6 separate regions of the Mus musculus genome follow, and all the other regions are linked to region 1. The links are chromatin contacts, called in public Hi-C and HiChIP or PLAC-seq maps. All regions are on one chromosome and are shown on one strand. Each heading gives the region's core, a stretch centred on a gene start, on an enhancer-like site or on the middle of the called end of the contact. The rest is flanking DNA. Distances are from core to core; before and after follow the strand shown.

Region 1 (3,313 bases), core at 552-3,051:
TCTAAAGATACTAAACCCAGGGCTGGTGAGATGGCTCAGCGGTTAAGAGCATCGACTGCTCTTGCTAAGGTCCTGAGTTCAAGTCCCAGCAACCACATGGTGGCTCACAACCATCTGTAATGAGATCTGACGCCCTCTTCTGGAGTGTCTGAAGACAGCTACAGTGTACTTACATATAATAAATAAATAAATAAATAAATAAATAAATATTAAAAAAATACTAAACCCAAAGATGGCTGAAGTAAAAGATTTGTCAACTGCTAGATACGCTATCCATAAAAAGGCCAGGTCCTGGACCAGTGTCTGCAAATTCCCAGTAGCAGGCTAAGCAGCCCCCTGGAAAATGTACTCCATGGAGCAGAGTTGGGGGCTGGCTTTATTTATTTATTTATTTATTTAGCCTTGGAGAAGGGAACCCTGACTGACACTCACCTCACCTCACCCAGCCCAACCCCCAGCTACAGACACAAGGGGTGGCTGACACAGAATAAGAAGCTTGGAGCAGGACATGGGTCCTTAGAGCTACATCCCCCATATTGGATGTTTGCCTGTCCCTCTGGTCCTTTCTTCTTCTGTCTTAGATCAAAGTGCAGACAAGTCTGTTCAAAGCCAGTGATGGGGTTCTGAGCCAGACACCCCTCCTGCCAGAGTGAGGATCCCTCTATCAGAATAAATGTTATTTATTTATATCAGATAAATGTTGTTATTAATCTGTTCCCATGCCGTGGGCCTCTTTGATTCTCCAGTGTATTTTCAAAACCTTTTTTTTAATGTCCAAGACACGATATGTAGAATTACAGATAACCAATTAAACTAAAAGAGTGCTATGTTAAAAACAAGGCAGGATATTATGAAACATAATCTACTGTGTTGACGCTCTAAGTAACATAATCTAGAAGGAGGTCTAATGACCACCAAGAGTCCAAAGCATCAATACACGTGAGGTTTGTGAAAACTGGGGCAACCAAATGAGATTTGAGAACGCCCATTGATGCCGCCATCCTCGTGAAGGTCGTGGATATGATGTATTTGATTACCTCCATTATGATAAAGGGAAAATGCTAAATTTCCATTAGTAAAAATAATGACATTTTTTTCTGTTCTAGCCCACAGGCACATGGACGACAGACAGGTCAGCTCTCAGACTGGTAATCTGTAAGGTTGCTTCTAACACAAATTATCTAGATGAGACAAGGGGATGTGTATAAAATGTGTTAGGACGTCAGTTTTGTTTTGTTTTGTTTTGTTTCTGGCAAGCCCCCGCTGACCTAGAACTCTGTAGACCAGGCTAGCCTCAAACTCAGAGATCTGCCTGCCTTTGCCTCCTAAGTGCTGTGAGTAAAGGCTCTTGCCACCAGCCCTATGTAAGAATTTGACAGTCTGAAGAGTTGGCACCAGAGTATCACATAGGTGGAAACTGCTTTTGTTCTGAGAACTGTCTGTTAGTCATAGTGGCCCATACATATACCCAGCCACATGAAAGGTTAGAACTGGAGCTACAAGTTCAAGGCCAGCTTGGACCACATAGTGAGTTTGAAACCAGCCACTGCAGAGTGGCTTTAATAAATTTGCTCTGAGTGATTTAGCTGCTGCTGACTTTGAAAATAATCCCAGAAATAGAGATTGATGGAAGAGATCGGGGCTGGGGAGGTAGGTGGAGTCCTGTGGATCGGTGGCAGTAGCCTCTTTCCCATCCTCTGACTCAGGGATCTGCGTTTTTCTGTCCGGATTCCGTGTAGATCACTGCAGTTTTGAGTCTACGGAGCCTTCCTGCATTACTAGGAAGAACCTGCCATCTGCTGGCCAGCTTGAGTAAAACATGAGGACCCTCCTGAAGGATGATGGCTGTTTGGGGAGGGCGTTCTGGTACAAAGGCCATTGCCACAAAATAGGTCTGGGAGGGACAGATATTTTCTATTAACAACTCTGGACTTGGAAGAAGCCGGATAGGATGGCACTTAGAAGGGCCCTTCGATTGCTCTTTGGGACTCCGAAAGTAACGAAAGGGGATAAAAGATTGAAGAAAAAAAAAAAAGTAACAGGGAAAATAGCTATTGAGAGAGAGAGAATGAGGATTTACAGTCAAAAAATACCCCACAAAAAGAAACAGGTGTCACTGGAGACGCCTCCGGGCGGAAGAAGATGAGAACATTTCCCCGCCTTCGGTGTAGACCGTGTTCTTCGGTTCTGAGATCGCATCGCCCTCAGGCAAAACTGTTCCTTCTGCACTGAACGTTCTTCCGACCCCATCCTTCTTATCTAAGTAAATGTTTGTTTGCTGCCGCTCTAGGGAATCTGCAGCAAGTCCGCTGGGCAAGCGAGCTCTATGGAAGCTCAGCTCAGCTCTTTGTCGACACCTCCTGGCACTGCTCTGGAACTGCCTGCTGACTTGTTTACTGCTTACTTCGTGTCTCCAGAGATCAAAACCCCCAGGCAGGGTATCATTTAAAGGCAGCTCTATCCTACTGTGAAAAACTATGCGAGACTATTAGCTTACTGGATTCATTTTTCTTGTGGAATTTTGAGGAACTTGGTGATCACAATTTGAAAACAAATAAAAATGCGTTGACACATTTTTTCCCCTAGAGATCTTCTGCCTAGAAGTTGAAAATCATTTCTTTTTCTATTTCAATATCTGCCAACACCCTTGAGGGGCCTGCCGGCATCCATAGCCTGCTCATAGCAAAAGCCTCGCGATTCTAGAGAGGGAACCCCTCCATTCAGTCCATGTGACTTGGAGCTGATCCTGTCCTCCCACACAGGAGTGACTGGGCCTGGCAAATCCAACTTCTAATAGCTTAACATGCTTGGTTCAGAGATGAGCATATGACTGAGCTAACCCAATGAGAAAATACCCTACTTTGAAACCTTGACTGAGAATTTCTGAACTTGGTAGGCCATGGTCCTGGAGCTTGTGGTCATTTGGTGCCGCCAGAAAGTGGAAAGTGGCCAGAAGTAAAGCCAGAGGTAAGACGGTGTCTACAAGATCAACATTCTTTCTGTACTGGCTCCAACCCAGAACTTTTACTGGACTTCCCCATTCCATTCCATGAGCCATAGCTACTGGGAAGACTTTTATAAAGAACATATTTTAGACAGTAGCTATCCCAGTGTCCAGTTAAATAGGAAGAATAAGGGAAGATGAAGGTTGGGGGTCAATTAACGTTTTGTCTCTAGGAATGTCCCTTACTCTCAGTGTACTGTGGGGAGCAGAACGCCACCCTCCCTTTCTCTTTCTCTCTCTCTCAGATGTATTTGTTTTTATTTTAGGTGTATGAATGTTTCACCTGCATGTATATCTGTTTATCACATG
Region 2 (3,313 bases), core at 521-3,020, 800 kb before region 1:
GGTGGGAAGACACATCTTTAATCCACATCTTTTGAGGTGGAAAGGTCCATACCTTCTGCTGGAAGCCAATATAAAAGGACATGGAAGAAGAAAGCTTTTGATTTTCTGCCTGCTTGTTCTTGACCTCACTAGCAAGAACACGCCTTCACTAGCATTAGAGCCTACTTCTTTGAGATTCTGGCATATACTGAAGACCAGTTGAGACATCCACCCTCATGAATTGAGCAACTACTGGATTACTGGAAATTCTATTCATAGGCAGTCATTGTTGGACTAGCTGGACCATGGCTTATAAATGATACTAATGGATCCCATTTTAGACACATATATACACACATGATTATGCTTTTAAATGATTTGAAAAAGTAGTAATCTGCTAGAAAAAGCCTTTAGGACATCAAGACAAGGCAGTGTCTTCTATGCTTGACAGGGAAGCTGCATGACATGAGATGGCAACAATAACCCATACAATATAACATCAGCTGATATGCCAAGGTGGATACAACTCTTACAAGGCCATATCCCTAAATGAAGCACTAAGGCAACTGATATCTGCTCAGAGGAAGAGCCAGTCTTTTCCAGGGACAAACCTGATAACCCTGATAGACAATTCTGTAGTCAGCCCTAAACACATTTTGATATAAACAATACTAAATGGACACAGATAGTTGTATCTGTGTACTTATGTGTGTGTGTGTGTATATGTACATATATAAATACTGGAATCAGTCTTCTCCAGGGACAAGCTGATAACTGATAGGTCACAGGTCAACCATGTCGTTAGCCTTAAACAAATATACATATGAAACACACAAGATGGACTCAGAAGGTTGTATTCACATATAATGTGTGTGAATATATATATATATATATATATATATATATATATATGCACATATAAATAGATGAATTTGAAAGGTAGTTGAGAAGACATGAGAAGAGTTGGAAAGGGGAAAAGGAAGGGGGGGGGAAATGATGTTAATAGTTTTCATGTACAAAATTCTAGAAAACAAATAATGAAACATTAGAGACCTACAAGATTGCTCAGTGGCTAAAGATGCTGGCTGCCAAACCTGAAACCTGAGTTTGAGTTGAAGATCATCCATGGTAGAAGCAGCTGTGGTAAAGAAGTTCTAGTAAATTGTTCTCTGACTTCCACAGGGTATAGTATAATCCCCTTGGCACCTCAACACACATATAATAAATACCCGTAAGAATAAAGAAAAAGCTTGGTTGTTAAGACTACAAAGTCTCACTACCTCTGATGGCTAAGAGTGAGTCACAGGACAGAATGAAAGGAAATACACCTAAGGTAATGCTGATGGACACTCCCACATCACCTCCTAGGAATGAAGGATTTACCTGGCTTCAAGACGATATGGCCATCATGAAACTTAGCAGCTGTGTTTACCAAAAACCAGCATGAAATGTAGACTGTTTTAACATTCCCCCAAGACAGAGTTGTGTGGCCTTCCCTGAGATTTTAGCCCCTCACTCCATTCTGAAGCCCTGCCCCTAGCTATAAGTAGCCCTGCATGTGACCTCTGGTGCATGTGACCTCTGCTGGTGGCATGGTATATACAACACGCACAAGTCTAAAAAGGGGATTCCTCTGCAGCTTCTGGGAAGGTTGTTACCTCTGCTGGGGTGCAACTTGTCAGTGACATAGATGTTTGGGGGTTAACACTGCTCCTGTAAGTACTTCCTCCCTCATTCCTCCCTCTTGTAAGCCCAATAAACCCATTGTTCCCTAAGCTGGGCTTGGACAGAATCACATCCTTGTTCATTAGTGTCTGATTTGGGATGAATAGATGTTTATTCATTTCTCTCCAGAATAAGGAACATGACCACTTTTCTGTAAAACAGTGGTGCCATTCAGAAGGACATCTTCATGGCTCAAGATTATGCCATGCAGGAAAGGCAGGCTGCAACACAGACAACTACAAAGCTGTGCTTTAAAAAAAGCTCACTTGATCCAAAAGAGCATGTGGGGAAGTTCAAACTTAAGTGTGTGCTCGCAGCAAATAGAGATTTGGTGGAAACAGAAGCAGAGTATCAAGTTTACCTACACCACAGACCAGCTGCTTTACCAAGAAAGAACCATTGAAATAACTGTTAAGAATATTCACAGAGCATGAATGAGCCTATAAAACTGGCCTAAAATAATTTGCAAAGGAATCTACACACAATTATTAAACCAAGAAGCAATGTGTATACACACACACACACACACACACACACACCTACACACACACCTAGTGCATTGTCAGAAACAACAACAGAACAATCAGTTGGCACCTAACAGAGCTTGAGAGCTGAGTATGCCGGGAGAGACAGAGGCCTGTTAAACGCATGGGCATTCCAGAGTACTGGAGAGACATCCAAAGCTACAGCCTCTGAGGAACAGTCTTCGCATATAGGGAAAACATTTCATGTCAAAGGCAGCCCAACGTGTGTCACAAGGAAACAACTGTAACAAGCTTTAGGGATGGGCTCAGAGACGCTGTTTTACTGCAAATCAGAACTGACACCATTTCTCTGATGTTTAATTGCTGACAGGTTTTAAACTTTATCCTTTGTCTGTAGTTGGGTCTTTGTGACTTTGTGTGTTCTTCTTTTGCCCACCCTTTATCCTCCTGGTTTCACCCTATCACTAGAAAGGAGAGAAGGAAGGATAGAGAAGGAAAAGAGAGAAAGAGAGAGAAAGAGAGACAGAAACAGAGAGCTCCCTGAATCTAATTTCTTTCTTGAATCCTCTTTGACCACAGGCACTAACCAACTGCAACCGAATCTTCCTGAATGATCAACAGCCACTCATACTACTTCTCAGGGCCCAAGCATTTATGTATCCTCTGAAAAGTTCCCAAAATTCCAAACGTCACACAATTGTAGAAATTATCTGCACCTGGCAGAATCATGCCTCTGAGAGCATGAGGCAAGTCACATCAGCTGCTGCAGGCAGTCTGAAGCAGTCCCATAGCCCACGCCTGAGATTATAATGAAAACACATTCTTATGTATTTCTTTTTTTTTTAATTAAAGAAACAAAAACTCCAGAATTCTTACTATACCCTTCCTCTAGTGTTTCATATCTGTGCAAGCTGATACAAAAAATCTAGGTGCCACTGGTCAAAGGTCAGGAAGAAGCTCAAAATATGTCACCTAGGCCCTACCTCCAAAATAAATACAAGCCCTCCATGGCAGCTTCATCTCCACGATCTTTCAAACTTTCCAGATCAGAGAGTCAGATCCATCGTGCCAACCAGAGAGTGTCTTTGCCGAGTAATGAATGGCTTCAGGCCCCGATAATAGTT
Region 3 (3,313 bases), core at 224-2,723, 710 kb before region 1:
ACATATCCATTCATCATTTAACATGCATCGTAGATTTTTTAAATATATGTAATACTTAAGTATTAAGAAAGTCCTGAAGAAGAAATGTATTATAATTAGTCTAATAAGATGATTTAAGTGTATAGTACTTAGAGGTAAATATGTACATGTGTGGCTGTTTTTGTGCACATACATGTGAGTATGTGGGTGTGTTTGTGCACATACATGCATGCACATGTGATTGGGTGTGTTTGTGCATGTATATGCATGCACATGTGAGTATGTAGGTGCGTTTGGACACATACATGTATGCCCATGTGAGTATGTGCTGTTAGTGTGGTCAGAGGACGCTCTAGGGCATTGTTCCTAGCCTTCTACCATTTTTGAAGTGGGACTCTTGTTATTCAAAGCTGCACTTGCTAGTCTAGCCTGCCAATGGCTGGGAGGGATCCTCCTGTTCCTGACTCCAGTCTCTGGAAGAGTGAGGACTGCAGATGCTACTGTGTACTTATTTGGGTCCTGAAGATCCAGAGTCAAGTTGTCATCCTTGGATGATAAGTACATTACCCACTGAGCATCTCCAGGCTAACATAAAGCATTTTATGTAATTTTCCTCTTACCTTTGATTAAAAAACAGATTATTTCTTCCAGAACCTTTTTTAGAAGAAAATCATTAACGAAGCCCATGTATCTAGTGTACAATTTGTTAGTTTAACAATGCTTTAATGCCTCCTTTGAATGTTATTGTCTATAAACAAGTTGCATTTTAACGGTTTTTGAAACATTTAATAGAGTCCTAAATACCATTTCAATACATTTTAAGGAAATAATAGTATTTAAGGTAATAAATATGTACTTACTAGGCCTACTAGTATGTCTCCCAGTAAGTAGAATCCACACAATATACACATACACATTGTTAAATTAGGCATGCCAAAAAGAAAAGGATTAAAAATAAAAATAACAATAGCATAAACAAAAAATTATTTAAAAAGAATCAGAGCACCCAAAGGTTTTATCAGTTATTTGAGGGAACTCAAGGTCAGATTCTGTTTTACTCCATTCTGTCTTAACATAGAATGGCGTACAAGCAGCCGCATGGACACAGTTGTGAACACACCTAGCACAGCTGCATCAACAACATGTAAGTGTGTGTCTATCTTCAGAAGGAAGTCTTAGGTGATCTTTCAGGCTGCCTTTTGATTTTCTGCCAGTCTATTTCATTAGAAACTCCCTATTCTTTAATGTAAGGTGGCCATACCAAGGCTCAGTTCCTTCTGCTCTCAGATGGGTTAGTGCCCTGGACCAGCCAACAAGTCCTTCTTGTATGACAAGTTCCTGAGGGGAGGACTGGGGCTGAGGAAAGCTGGTAACTCATAACTCATGGCTTCTCACAAGCAAGCTTATTAAGAAATACACAATCTTCTATGTTGTTTGCAGTAGGGAAATGAGCCAAGATCAGCAGAGAGCTAAGTCATTGTTGGCAAGAGAATGCAACATACTTTAGACAGAGCTGCCTTAGGACTTTAAACCATAGCCCTTCACGGGGGGGAAAGCCAGCTTCCCAGGAACCAAAACTTTGAGGCCCTGGCCCTCGCTCCAGAACAGACCTTGCCACATCTGTCCCTAGTTAAGGATACAAAACTTTTGTTCCTTTTGTCTTTTCATCAATGCCTCTGGGAAATCCTTGGGTCTTCTTGGCTCCCAAAAGATTAGAATGTCCTTCTCTCTGTCATGTGAGCCTTGGTTCATTGGGCCTGTCTGAGCATGGCCTCAGAAGCACCGGAAACACTAGCCTATGCTTGCCTTTCCCTCGCAGAGGTTTCAGGCAACAGCCTGTACTGTCTCTGGTCTAGAACTAAGTTCCCTGCTATGAGCATTTCCGGTGCTATGTTTTACCACTGTAGAATTAGGTCCGTCTCATTGGGAGTACTGCAGTGTACACTAATGGACTAACTATTTTACTGTACTGGTAACCTGTTAACTTCAGAGATGAGATCTCCTTTTATGAATGTCTCAGGCCTTTGGTGTATTGAGTCACCATTCAGGTTAAAAATTGAAATGGATGGTGCTTTCCTCTGCCCTCATGCTTTAGGAGCATCTTTGTAACCCAGGGAATTATTTCCATACCTTGGAAAGTAGCATTGCTTACAGCAAATGGACAGGGAGGAGCTGAGTGCAGTTAGAGTAAAAGCAGAAGTAAACCGCAGTGGTAAAAAGCAGTGGACCAAGCTAACTAGGACAGTGAGCAGGAGGACGCTATGGGCGGCAGGGTTGGACGTGCAGTGGCAGCTAACGTTGGAGCTGCTGGCAGGTGTCTGAGAAACTGGAAGGAAGATTGAGCAGGAACAAATGCCAGTGATGTGGGAAATACCAGGGTTATGGTAGTGCTTTGAGAACTCAACAGATTTGGGTAATCACTTGGATTTTGCCATCTTTCCTTGTCTTCAACTGTGATCAGTGAACAGTTCTATAAGAACATTGACATCTTTACAGCCAGAGCATAAAATTTCAAGCAAAATGTGTGCTTCTCACAGACTTAATGTAGATCCTCAGTGGCAACTGCTTGCCAATCTTAAGTCTGGAATTGGCAACCATTGCTGCTGTATGCAGTTTTTTTGCCCCAACAAATTCATTTCATACCCTGTAGTACAGAGGAGAGGTTCTATACACACCCCCAGTCCTAGCCACTGAAGCTGCAGACAAAACAGTCAGAAGGGGAGAGGTTTCCTACACCTCCCTTCTCTGCTGGAGCCTGTTCACAGTTCCCAAGTGCGGGAGACTGAGGAAATAGTCATAGACTGCATCCTTTGTTTAAGGAAGGGAGATTTTGTGCCTACCTTTTTAAGGTTGTACTCTGTTTCTATAAGCACATTTCAGAATTTGGACCGTACTCATTGAATAGATAATAATAGATAGAAATCGAGACAGCTTACTAGGAAGCTGGGTGAATGCAAATGCTGAAAGCACTGGACCAAAGGTTCAGGAAGCTAAAGCCATCTCTATAGCACCTGCTTACCCCATGTTTGTACATCCTGTCCTGTTCTTGCATAGAGTCCAGGTTTGAAGGGTTTCCAGTTCTTTACCAACTGGCTTCTTTCATATGTTTATTTTAAAATATGTTCATTTTATTCTAATTGTGTGTATATGTGTGTACATTTGAATGCAGGTACCTGCAGAAATTTCAGATATCCTTGGTACTAGAGTTACAGGGACTTGTGAACTACATATTGTGGATGCTGGGTGAAATCCCATTTTAAAAGCGAAATAAAATGCTACTACTGATTCCTTCTCCTTTGACTTCACAATTTTGGCACTTGTTAATTTTTAAGAG
Region 4 (3,313 bases), core at 371-2,870, 660 kb before region 1:
ATTGTAGTACTTTGTGGATTATCAGCTGTTTATTCTCATAAAATGACGTTGCTGACTGGGAGCTGTTTAGTACCACAAGAATCTAATTGTACCACATATTTCTAGCCTGAGAAAAGATAAAAATTTTAAGTATGTTTTCTACTGAATTGCTGTTTCTTTTATATCACTGTAAAAAAAAAAATACTAGTGTCTTGGTCACTGTTCTATTGCTGTGAAGACACTATGACCAAGGAAACCCTCATAAAGGAAAGCATTTAATTGGAACTTGCATTCAGTTTCAGAGCTTTAATCCATTATTTTGGTGGGAAGCATGGCTCTGGAGCAGTAGCTGAGAACTTTAAATTCCTGATCCTCAGGCAACAGGGTGGAGTGGGGGAGAGGGCCCTGGCTTAGGCTTTTGAAACTTCAAAGGCCAACCCCAAGGACATAAATCCTCCAAGGCCACAACTCATAAGCTTTCCCAAACATTATCATTCTTTGATGACTAAGCATTCAAACATTTAAGCCCATGGGAGCCATTCTCATTCAACCCACCACAACTACTTAAGTCCTACCTGATGATTTAACCATTTATCTGACTCCCATTGAGATCACATCCTTAGCTTTTCTAGATAGGGTTTCAGTAAGAAGATCTCTTGCTGGGTTTGGGGAGATTGCTCATTTGCCTTAGAATTATTTGAACCTGTTTTGATAACTGCCTCTCATGTTAAAGTGTAGGATATGGTGGTACACTGGGGAGGCAAAGGTGTGTACATCCTTGGGGCTTGCTCGTCAGACCTGGTAGACTTGGCAAGGTTCAGGCTTGTGGGAGGGAGGGCCTCTCTAAAAAAAAACCCAAAAAACATTGCTGTCAACTCCTGGTCACTGCGATTCTCTTGAGTCAGGGATCTATCTTTCTGTAATCCATGTGGTAAGTATTTATACTTTCCTTCTTTTTTTGACTCTTTGCCATTCCCTCTATGTCTGTGCTTTCCAGTTGCTATAGCAGAAGGATTGGGGATGGAGCCTATGACTGTTGCCTTAGAACTTTGGCTCTCCTTTCTGTTGGCACACTGGGTAACACTCCTCTAAGTTGTACTTTGTATGCAGGAAGACTGCTATCCCTGAACCACAAAAACACACCTTTCTGGTGTTCAGAAACTACAGTCCTACTCTTTGACATCTACTCTTGGCCAGTCCTTTAACAGTTGCAGTCTGTGGTACTGAAGAGCTATAGAGTATATATTTAAATCACCTAGAAGCATCAGTTCCTTTACAGAGGGAAACAAACTTGGAGGGGTGTATGATTTTTCCCTCTTAACTTAATGATAGAGTCAGAACTAGATTCCAGGTTAAGAACATCAGGGTGAAAAATAAACCCCACTAGACTGTGGCTCCGAGGTTATTTTTGTTCACATCTTGACATTCAACTCCTCTATAGGCTAAACTCACTTAATATTTTTTAGATAAAGCCCAGATTGTTGTTGTTTTAGTCTAAGCACAGCCTCACCCTTTCCGGGCTTCCGCAGAAGGCTCTATTAATCACTCCAAATTCACCACTTCTCTTCAAGTGTTGCCTAAGTAACTGTTGGCTGGGCCCAGGCTAGTTCCCTGTGCTTTTTCACTGATTTGGCTTTTTTTAGGTCTGAGCAGTTCTTTCAGCATCTCCTGGGACAACTAGGGTGATACTAGACTATGTTCTTTCTCTCTCTCTCTCTCTGCTGATCATTCTCCAAGGCCTGTATTAAATGCTCAAAGAGCACTTCAGTATCTATTTATAGCCACGGCAGTTCTCAACTCCCAGTTACACATCCAGCTAATTTCACATTGCCTCTGGGGTTGCATTTAAACCTATAACTTCTTCATTTTGGTGAAGATTCAAGTTTTACTTATAAAGTATCCGTTGAATCCTAAGGCCTAACCTTGGGGAAAAGTTTTCTGAGCATTAACTTATAAATAGACTCTTATGTTCGACCAAATCCTCACCTTGCTTCATCAGTAATTCTGGTGTTTGAGATTAAGGATGAATGAAAAGTAAAACAATTAAAATTGATATTTACTTTTTAAGGTTTATATTGTTTATATTGTGTTCTCCTTGTTTTTTAGTAAAGTAAAAAACAGTAAAATATTAGATATGTAGCAGTTTAAGATTCCTTTAGTGACCGTGTTATTCCTATGGCATTCATTGTTTAAGGCAACTGCTTGGTATTTTTTCTTTCTTTCTTTTTGATTCTATTATTATTATTAATTATTATTTTATTCTTCTCTCAGATATTATATCCAGATTGCGGTTTCCCCTCCTTCCTGTCCTCCCAGTTCCTCCTCCACACTTCCACACCCCATCTATTCTTCCTGCTATTCTCTTCAGGAAAGGGCAGGCCTCCCATGGAGATCAACCAGACATGGCATACCGAGTTGCAATAAGAGGATGCACCTTCCCAGTAGGAGGAAAGTGTCTCAAAGGCCCTTGTTCCCACTGTTAGGAATCCCACAGGAAGACCAAGCTATACAACTGTAATAAATATGCAGAAAGCCTAGGTCAGACTCATGCAGGTTTCTTGGTTGTCAGTTCAGTCTCAACCCATAACAGCCCAGGTTGGTTGATTCTGTGAGATTTCCTGTGGTGTCCTTGATGTCTCTGGTGTCTACAATCCTTCTTCTCCCTCTCCCACAGGATTCTTTGAGCTCTGCCTAATGTTTGGCTATAAATCTCTGCATCTGCTTCCATCTTTGCTGGATAAAGCCTCCTTGATAACAGTTGGGCTATCTGACCTCTGGGTCCTAGCAATGTCAGGGTTGAACACCCTCTCATGGCATGGGTCTCAAGCTAGACCAGTCATTGTTGGCCACTTTCACAATTTCTGCATCACCTTTACCCCAGCACATCTTACCAAATTGTAGCTTGAAGGTTTTGTGGCTGGGTTGGTGTCCAAATTCCTATTCGGGCTCCATATCCCCTATTGCTAGGAGTCTTAGCTAGAGGTACCTGGGAGTTTCCATTACACTAGGTTTCTAGCTTGTCCCTGAGATAACCAATTACAGTAGTCTCTTGTAGTATACACTCTCTATCTCGCCTCCCTGAACTTGATGCCTCCTGTTCCTGTCCCCACCCACCCCTCGTCCACTTGTGTGGAGGACTAAGAGTTCAAGACCATGGCTACATAGTGAATTTAAGGCTAGCTTGGGGTGCATTTGACCCTAAGTCAAAAAAATAAAAAGATAAAATCCACCCCCCCATGAAAACAAGACTAGTTACAAAGCTACAGTAATTTAAGATTGTATGATTTGTCTATACAAACAAACATTGAGATCAATAGAATTAACAGTCCAGAAA
Region 5 (3,313 bases), core at 387-2,886, 560 kb before region 1:
CCTCAGTCCCTATCTTTCCTCTTTCCTTCCCTCCTTCCCTCGTGTCTCTCTCCTCTGTTCTCTCTCTCTTTCCCTTTCTCACTTTTCTCTCTCCCTCCTTCCCTCCAGCCCTCATTCCCCCCCCCGCCCTCCCTCCCTCTTTCTTCCTTTCTTCCCCCATTCCTTCTTCCCTCCCTCCTTTCCTCTTTGTCTTTTCTGCTCTCCTCCCTCTCCAGTCCTGTGTCTCTTTCTACAATCCTTGATGGTAAATGGGTTGGGTTGAGCTGTGCATGTGGTGTTGGCTGCTGCTGCTCATTTTCTGTAATCTCTAATCATGTAGCTGATTTATTGTTTGATTACAGTGAAAAAAATCTAGTTGCTTTCTGTCTCTCCTTTGGAATGTATGTGTTTATTGTGTGTTCCTGACAGCTAATCTAGGAATATAGTAAGCTTTAATAATAATGAAGTTTTCTAACTTCCTCAATACCATCAACTAATTGCTCATATTTCAGGGATCTTAATTAAGATTAAAATAATTTCATTCAGATATCTAGCTTTGGGAATGTTAGAATAATGTTATTTACCTTCTCCTATGATGTTGTTTAACAATTTAAAATAATTATACCCATAAGAAGTTACTAAGAAAAAGTTACTTTCTATGAAGTTTCTCCATGCTCCATATTAGGAGGTAAACGTCAAACCACTGTCAATGGTTTAGTAAATCAAGGGACAGGAAGTCATTTGCCCTGTACCCTTTATTACCAGAATCTTTATCTGTGCCAGAGTCTTTCACAGCCATTACCACTGTGAAAGTTAGCCAGGCTTTGGGAAACATGTTTCTCCGTGCATTTAGTCCCCAAAGCACTGAAGTATAGCTGATTCCACTACCTCTGGTCATAGGTTTTAGAGCTTGAGGGTCACTGGCCTGACACTAGGAATGTGGGCTTGAATTTGTCTTATCCATTCTGAACAATATCCATAGGCTGTAGCCACCCTGCTCCCACACTCTAGAAGCCTTAGAGCCTGCCCTCCAGCTATGGCTGGACTGTTATCCATCAGGCCAGTACATTTCCCAGGGAAACATTCCCTGACTGCAAAGGATAAGGAAACCAGATGCCAATGGTTCAGCCTAATGACCGAAGGCAGGAGTTTCTTCATCCACTGGTTCCTATCCCTTCACAGACCAAGAAATGGAAATAGATCAAAGTGTGCATTTACTATTTCAGAAGATCTGTTCCAGCCTGAAGTGGTGTGATTTGCTCAGACTTGTAAATTCTCTCAAGCTTTTGGATAAAAGTAGTTTATTTGCTATTATCTCCAGGAGCTAATTATGTACCTTCTGTTTTCTGTTGAGACACACACACACACACACACACACACACACACACACACTGTAGCCCAGGCTGGCCAAGACTCCTAATCCTCCTGCCTCAGCTTCCAACACAGTTCTTACTCTGAGCCCTTCCAGAACTGGAAAGGCTGTTTAAGTTCTTAGCCCTCATCTCTGGGAAAGCACGTCTTTGAGGTGCTGTTTTTCCTGCCTCGAACAGTTATGAGCTGCATCCAAAAGAGATAGGAAGTGTTGATGAGGAGGAAGCAAGAGCAGCAGGCACTCTGAGAAGCAGCTGGCCAAGCAGGGAGGAGAGCCTAAACCTTCTCTTGCCAGCTCTGTCAGCACTTCCTGCTTTGTTTTCTGAGCTCTTTCCTTTCGCAGGCTTGTGGGCAGCCAGCCGTCCCATTCATTCTATAGGTGAGCCATCCAATGCCATGGATCACAACCCTCCATGTATACCTAACATGATCAGGATAAGTGGGGGCTACACAGGAACTACATGGCCTTCCTCCTGACTTTGGAAGGGTTACAGTGTTATTCAAGAGCAGACGGTTCTACTCGAAAAACTGTAAAAATAGATCTCCCAAATGCTGAACTGTGTAGTAAAATACAGTCACTGAATGTGTTCTGGTTCCCCTGGGACTTTCTAGTACTAACCCCCTTCCCTCCAAATTAATAGTTATTTATGTCTACTCACCTTCACTTCCCTGAGACCCTCACCAGCCCTTACATTTTAGACCAGACTCAACCATCATGGACCCCAGTGGGAGTCATACTTTGAAAGCCATTTTAATAAATATCAGGAACAATTATTCTGACTAACTCCCTAGCTTACATAGAGCAATTTCAGCCTGCCAGTCATCCTGAGCCTTGATTTTTATTTTTTTTATTTTTTATTTTTTTGTAACTCAGAATTTTTTTTTTTAACAGTAAAATTCTGGTACTTATAGGTAACTCTAGGTGCCTTTGGACATGAAGAGGAGGTCATCTCTAACCCACTGTCTCCAAGAGTGATTAAGAACATAATCTATTATAAGTGCAATACCCACGATGAGAGGGAGGCAGTCATTCAGCAAGAACTGGTCATCCACATCGGCTGGATCATCTCCAACAGCCCTGAGTTGTTCAGCGGCATGCTGAAAATACGCATTGGGTAAGTGCTCTGTGTGCATAGGGATGTGGTCAAGTGGTCCTCAGTAGGGATCTCCTTCACGGGTAAAGCCACGTCTGCGTGTTCAGGGAGCTGTGCCTCTTTCTTCCATGCTGTGGTGCTTCCACCTCTGCTGGTGTGAAGAAATGAAGGCCAGTGGCCAAAAAGCAGCCATACCTGTATTCACTTCCCAAGTGAGGCATAGCAGAAAAATCAAAATTCTTAAAAATAAAATGGGTGAGCCATGAAAAAAAAATTTCAGGGAACACAATTCAATTAGAAATTGACATTTTAAGAATATTCTACATCTGTTTTGTACCAAAATCTAGTTTTGAATTGTCACTCTTCTAGGTTTGGGCAAGAAATTGAAAGGTGCCAGTTGTCCAAACATCCCTAACCAAGGGTTTCATGGAGAAGGACGAGGAGTGTGACAAGCTCTGTGGTGCTGCTCCTTAGTGTTCTTTCGCCCTGGGTGGCTCAGTACTCCAAGTGAGAAGGGAATACTTCAAAGGCTAGGGCAACCCAGAAAGCATATTACAAGTGGCATATAAATATGCCCTAATCCAAAACACTCTGGTTGACTTCTGAGCATAAAGAGTAACAAACTGTTGGGAAGAATATACAGTTATTATTTGTTGAATATACAGTTATTATTTGTTTGCTGCAGATGCATGGGTGTGTAATTATGAATAAATACAGTTTCTACTCTACTTGCTGATGGATGAATGATTAAAAAAACTTTACAGTTTCTCATATCAATTCCTCCTAGATTTAAGCAATTTTTTTTTTACCTTTAGAGAGAGTGTGTGTAACTGGAAACTTGCAAGTGGGAGGGCACTGCAGAAGCAATG
Region 6 (3,313 bases), core at 356-2,855, 520 kb before region 1:
ACAGGAAGCTCATAATTTCCATGAGGAAATCTCTCTGCAAATTTATCTCCCCCCTGGGCAGCTGCTGATTTCACCTGTCAGTTCAAAGGACTTGTTTCCTCTCTTCATTTCTAGGATGATATGACTTCCTTTTACAACACGCCCCCACTGGGAAAAAGAGGAACCTGCAGCTACTTGACGAAGGTTGTGATGAACTCACTGCTCGAGGGAGAAGTCAAGCCCAGCAATGAGGACTCCTGCCTGGTTAGCTAGTGCGGCTGGTCCTGTAGGGAGCATAGGTGATGGTTTTCCAGCTGTGCCTTTTGTGTTGACATTAACCAGACAGCCATTAGTGAGTGAACAGATGTGTTAGTGTGGTGGGTGCTGTATTCTGTTTGTCATGATTGGACCTTTGCATGCAGGTGGCATTCGAATGGTAAGCAATGATTGAAATCAAGCGGAACCCGTTTCCATGATTTGTACCAGCAACTCTAATCTTCACTGAACCATAGAAATAGTTTATGAATCGAAAATTCACAACTGCATGTTTTGTGATCAAATATTCCATCAAAATTCTGAGTCTTCGCTTCTTTAGACTTCATTTTGACCTTCCTGTATTAGAACAAGCCTGGCAAGGGCTGATGCTGTCCTGGGACTCACAAGGTACTGGAGGATGGTGATGGCTATGCCTCTGTTGTACCACAAAACCGAGACGTGTAACACACATCAGAAAAACAAAATTAGCCCCTGGTATTTAACTTAAGAAGCTTCATTGTTAATAATACCATGTTGTACAGAACTGTTAGATGGTTTTTACCTTGTAAACATGACTGTAGTTTTGTATTGAGCTGCATATAAGGGTTGGACTAAAATATAATATATCAAGCATTTTCTGAGCATCTGTTAAATATAGGAATACAGAAGTGCCAGTCAGACAGAGCTGGGAATCATGATACAATCCAGCCTTAAAAATTAGACAAAGATAAGAAGTAGATTACTTGTCTTAGTGTGTTAAGAGAAGTTATGATAAGATGGTCCGGATGAAGCCATCTGTAAAACCTAAGCCTGAAAAAACAGTCATGAAGCCCATGCAGAAAGAGTAACTTCTGGTGGTTGATGGGCAGGGAAGAGAAATTAAAGAACGAGAGGGAGGAAAAGCCCTTGAAATATTTAAAACTTGTTAAAATTCAGAAGAAAGTAAACACTTGTATCCTTAAGAATTAAATTTTTTGATTAGCTGAGCAAAGTTGCAAGGGAAACGCTGTCTTAGTTAAAATAGACATCACTTGCAAGTCTGTTTCTGAATGAGCAGTTAGCTTCCTATTACATATGCAAAGTTTGGAGCTTTCTTCTGCTGCTTGAAAGCATTCGAAATCAGCAACTGTGCGTCAGCTTTTTAAATTGTGAAATGCAAAATTTATTGTTCTGCAAGATATTTTGGGATGATCAATAAATCTTGATGTTCCTCCATCAGAAGCAATGTCTGCTTTCCAATTAGAGAAACAAAATAATCCTAAGAATCAGAATACAGAACCCATGAAATTTAGAAGTCCCATTTGATCTACAGAGTCCACATGTTTTACCAGCGGCACTAGAGGCTGACTGGATATATTAGCACATGTACCGAGGCAAGACAAGCCTTAAACCTGATCTAAAGCCTTCTCTGTCACACTGGCAGGTTCTCTGTGCTAAGTTTATAGTACAATCAACGTCTGTTGGAACTCCTGACTGAATATCAAATTCAACTGCTTTTCCAGAGCACTGTTAGAAGCATGATGTTTTCCAGGCTTCCTTTCATTTTATTTATGACTTTAAAAAAATCATATTTCAGCCTTTAAAAATCAAAATGTGAGATCATCTTGCTGTCATCTTCGATGAGCTTGCAATGTCTTATGGGTGCCAACAAATATTTGCTGAATAACTGAATACATTCAACTTACCACCCCAAGTATTAAATAGATACCACGGGGTGGGCACCGCCCCGGCAGCAGAGACCCATCCCAACTAAACTAAAGAGTCTGGAAGCAGCATAGTGGTATACAGCCGGATAGCGAGAGCCCTGTGTCAGAAACTAAGCGTGTGAATGAGAAGCAAGGGAGGCTGGACTCCTAAAGCAGCAGAAACCTTCCCAGAAGGGGCCAGGCACCACATAAACATAGAGAAGCAGCAAACGGCCTGCAGGAGTTTGTCTATGACCCTCATATTCTGGCCTCACGGAAGCTGAACAGAAATGAGGACAGGTCCATGGGTAAAAGAAGAAAAAGCCTGATGCAATTAGAGAGTGGGGTGAGAATGGTGTGAGCTCACTCCAGGAAGGAAGAATGGAGGATGTTGTTGTAATAGTGAGAGCTCTTCTCGCAGCAGCTGTGTTGTAGCATCCACTTACTCCCCAGCAGCAGCCCCTGGGTTGAAAAAGACCTCTTCTAGTCTCACCGAACTGTATGGACCCCAAATGCACGATCCTTTGAACAGGTACAACTAAGTCATACTAGGACAATAGCTCAGAATAAACTGGGTTTTTGCCCCAGTGACTACCACCATTTTGCTGCCCAGGGATCAGGAAACTATTGAGAGTGGGCATTTTGGCATTTTATCTGAGGAGGCAGATGAGCAAGAGTGACCGTGAACCCTCCAGAGTTGTGGCATCTGACAGCACACAGACTGAGAAATGGCACCTCTCACCGTGTCTGTTACCTGCAGGATAAGATGTGGATCCTTAGGAGCGGATGTGGTTGGTGATCACACTCCTTGCCCTTCTTTCTCTTTCCTATAAGGTTCTTTGAAATTAGTTAGGTCTGCATTTGTTTTGCTTCGTCAAGGACATAGATCTTGTTGCCATGAGCAGGGCACACAGTTTAAAATATTCTCTGACAAACTAAACCGTGGCTTTTTAGTAGTAATACGTAGTCACCCTTACAGATGAGTATCCATCCCTTCACTTCTGTTTTCCCAGAAGTTATCTCTCTTCTCCCAGCTAGTAGAGGAAACTGCGCCCTGCTCCTCGGTGTCAGTGTGGACTTGCTGGTAGGCTTTGCATGAGCCTCCCCCAACTCAGTTGTGTGGCGTTGTTTTACACAGTGCTGGGAACCAAACCTAGGGATCTGTGCATGCGGGGAAAGCACTGTACCCCTGAGCTACCTTTCCTTTCTCCTCCCAGTGCTGTTTCTATTCTTTTTAAAATAGGTATCGATTCAGTAAAAGGAAAGAGCTCACCGTTGAGAAACATAGAGAAACTGCAAGAGGAATCCTAGAGAGCTGAAATGCCAGTGTTCCAGTTTTATTGGAAGCGGTTCCTCCTTTGGTTATTATTTGGTTGTTATTCTTTGTGTGAATG

Evidence for each region. A called contact is a pair of places that touch in the nucleus more often than the background predicts. HiChIP or PLAC-seq counts read pairs in DNA pulled down with a chosen protein or histone mark.
Region 2: an H3K27ac HiChIP or PLAC-seq map of SST interneurons shows a contact between it and region 1, with 10 times the contacts expected there. The contact joins two enhancer-like sites. A contact is called at or near these places in 9 of 39 promoter capture datasets (the 3T3-L1 cell line, hematopoietic stem and progenitor cells, hippocampal neurons and 6 more), 2 of 15 datasets of contacts at CTCF or cohesin (both in the NIH/3T3 cell line), 1 of 484 Hi-C or Micro-C datasets (neural progenitor cells), 6 of 115 datasets of contacts at active chromatin or transcription factors (SST interneurons, bone marrow-derived macrophages, embryonic midbrain and 3 more) and 2 of 9 other capture datasets (adipose tissue and liver).
Region 3: a contact with region 1 is called in a Hi-C map of uterus, with 4 times the contacts expected there. The contact joins two enhancer-like sites. A contact is called at or near these places in 14 of 39 promoter capture datasets (the 3T3-L1 cell line, 3T3-L1-derived adipocytes, the HPC-7 cell line and 10 more), 2 of 15 datasets of contacts at CTCF or cohesin (the NIH/3T3 cell line and large pre-B cells), 1 of 484 Hi-C or Micro-C datasets (uterus), 4 of 115 datasets of contacts at active chromatin or transcription factors (SST interneurons, bone marrow-derived macrophages, hepatocytes and 1 more) and 3 of 9 other capture datasets (adipose tissue, liver and pancreatic islet).
Region 4: a contact with region 1 is called in an H3K27ac HiChIP or PLAC-seq map of stem cell-derived neural progenitor cells, with 8 times the contacts expected there. The contact joins two enhancer-like sites. A contact is called at or near these places in 6 of 39 promoter capture datasets (the C10 cell line, hematopoietic stem and progenitor cells, hippocampal neurons and 3 more), 3 of 15 datasets of contacts at CTCF or cohesin (the NIH/3T3 cell line and pro-B cells), 1 of 115 datasets of contacts at active chromatin or transcription factors (stem cell-derived neural progenitor cells) and 2 of 9 other capture datasets (adipose tissue and embryonic stem cells).
Region 5: an H3K27ac HiChIP or PLAC-seq map of SST interneurons shows a contact between it and region 1, with 9 times the contacts expected there. The contact joins two enhancer-like sites. A contact is called at or near these places in 14 of 39 promoter capture datasets (the 3T3-L1 cell line, 3T3-L1-derived adipocytes, the C10 cell line and 9 more), 1 of 15 datasets of contacts at CTCF or cohesin (stem cell-derived epiblast-like cells), 3 of 484 Hi-C or Micro-C datasets (cerebellum, cerebral cortex and myocytes), 2 of 115 datasets of contacts at active chromatin or transcription factors (SST interneurons and stem cell-derived neural progenitor cells) and 2 of 9 other capture datasets (adipose tissue and liver).
Region 6: an H3K27ac HiChIP or PLAC-seq map of SST interneurons shows a contact between it and region 1, with 5 times the contacts expected there. The contact joins two enhancer-like sites. A contact is called at or near these places in 13 of 39 promoter capture datasets (the 3T3-L1 cell line, 3T3-L1-derived adipocytes, the C10 cell line and 8 more), 3 of 15 datasets of contacts at CTCF or cohesin (the NIH/3T3 cell line, pro-B cells and stem cell-derived epiblast-like cells), 1 of 484 Hi-C or Micro-C datasets (cortical neurons), 3 of 115 datasets of contacts at active chromatin or transcription factors (SST interneurons, embryonic limb bud and embryonic stem cells) and 2 of 9 other capture datasets (adipose tissue and pancreatic islet).

What each region holds. Positions count from the first base shown.
Region 1 is chr8:86,583,495-86,586,807 of GRCm38.p6, forward strand. No RefSeq gene overlaps it. Among named protein-coding and RNA genes, the nearest start is that of Abcc12, 19 kb to the left of the region's middle. Within about 2 kb of position 1,802, at least 93 of the 459 cell types and tissues checked have an H3K27ac peak or open chromatin away from gene starts, as enhancers often do. A contact at or near this core is called in SST interneurons, adipose tissue, cerebellum and 5 more, where this site is marked.
Region 2 is chr8:85,783,866-85,787,178 of GRCm38.p6, forward strand. All of the region lies in intron 6 of Itfg1 (integrin alpha FG-GAP repeat containing 1), which reads right to left. Among named protein-coding and RNA genes, the nearest start is that of Itfg1, 55 kb to the right of the region's middle. Within about 2 kb of position 1,771, at least 23 of the 459 cell types and tissues checked have an H3K27ac peak or open chromatin away from gene starts, as enhancers often do. A contact at or near this core is called in SST interneurons and neural progenitor cells, where this site is marked.
Region 3 is chr8:85,870,383-85,873,695 of GRCm38.p6, forward strand. The region is part of intron 2 of Phkb (phosphorylase kinase beta); the gene reads left to right. Among named protein-coding and RNA genes, the nearest start is that of Phkb, 31 kb to the left of the region's middle. Within about 2 kb of position 1,474, at least 58 of the 459 cell types and tissues checked have an H3K27ac peak or open chromatin away from gene starts, as enhancers often do. A contact at or near this core is called in adipose tissue, neural stem cells and uterus, where this site is marked.
Region 4 is chr8:85,924,726-85,928,038 of GRCm38.p6, forward strand. All of the region lies in intron 8 of Phkb (phosphorylase kinase beta), which reads left to right. Among named protein-coding and RNA genes, the nearest start is that of Phkb, 85 kb to the left of the region's middle. Within about 2 kb of position 1,621, at least 43 of the 459 cell types and tissues checked have an H3K27ac peak or open chromatin away from gene starts, as enhancers often do. A contact at or near this core is called in adipose tissue and stem cell-derived neural progenitor cells, where this site is marked.
Region 5 is chr8:86,027,220-86,030,532 of GRCm38.p6, forward strand. It overlaps Phkb (phosphorylase kinase beta), which reads left to right. Exons shown (of 32, transcript NM_199446.2): 27 at 2,263-2,465. Among named protein-coding and RNA genes, the nearest start is that of Gm33632, 130 kb to the right of the region's middle. Within about 2 kb of position 1,637, at least 27 of the 459 cell types and tissues checked have an H3K27ac peak or open chromatin away from gene starts, as enhancers often do. A contact at or near this core is called in SST interneurons, cerebellum and cerebral cortex, where this site is marked.
Region 6 is chr8:86,059,191-86,062,503 of GRCm38.p6, forward strand. It overlaps Phkb (phosphorylase kinase beta), which reads left to right. Exons shown (of 32, transcript NM_199446.2): 32 at 115-1,452. The coding sequence ends at 252. Among named protein-coding and RNA genes, the nearest start is that of Gm33632, 97 kb to the right of the region's middle. Within about 2 kb of position 1,606, at least 6 of the 459 cell types and tissues checked have an H3K27ac peak or open chromatin away from gene starts, as enhancers often do. A contact at or near this core is called in SST interneurons, where this site is marked.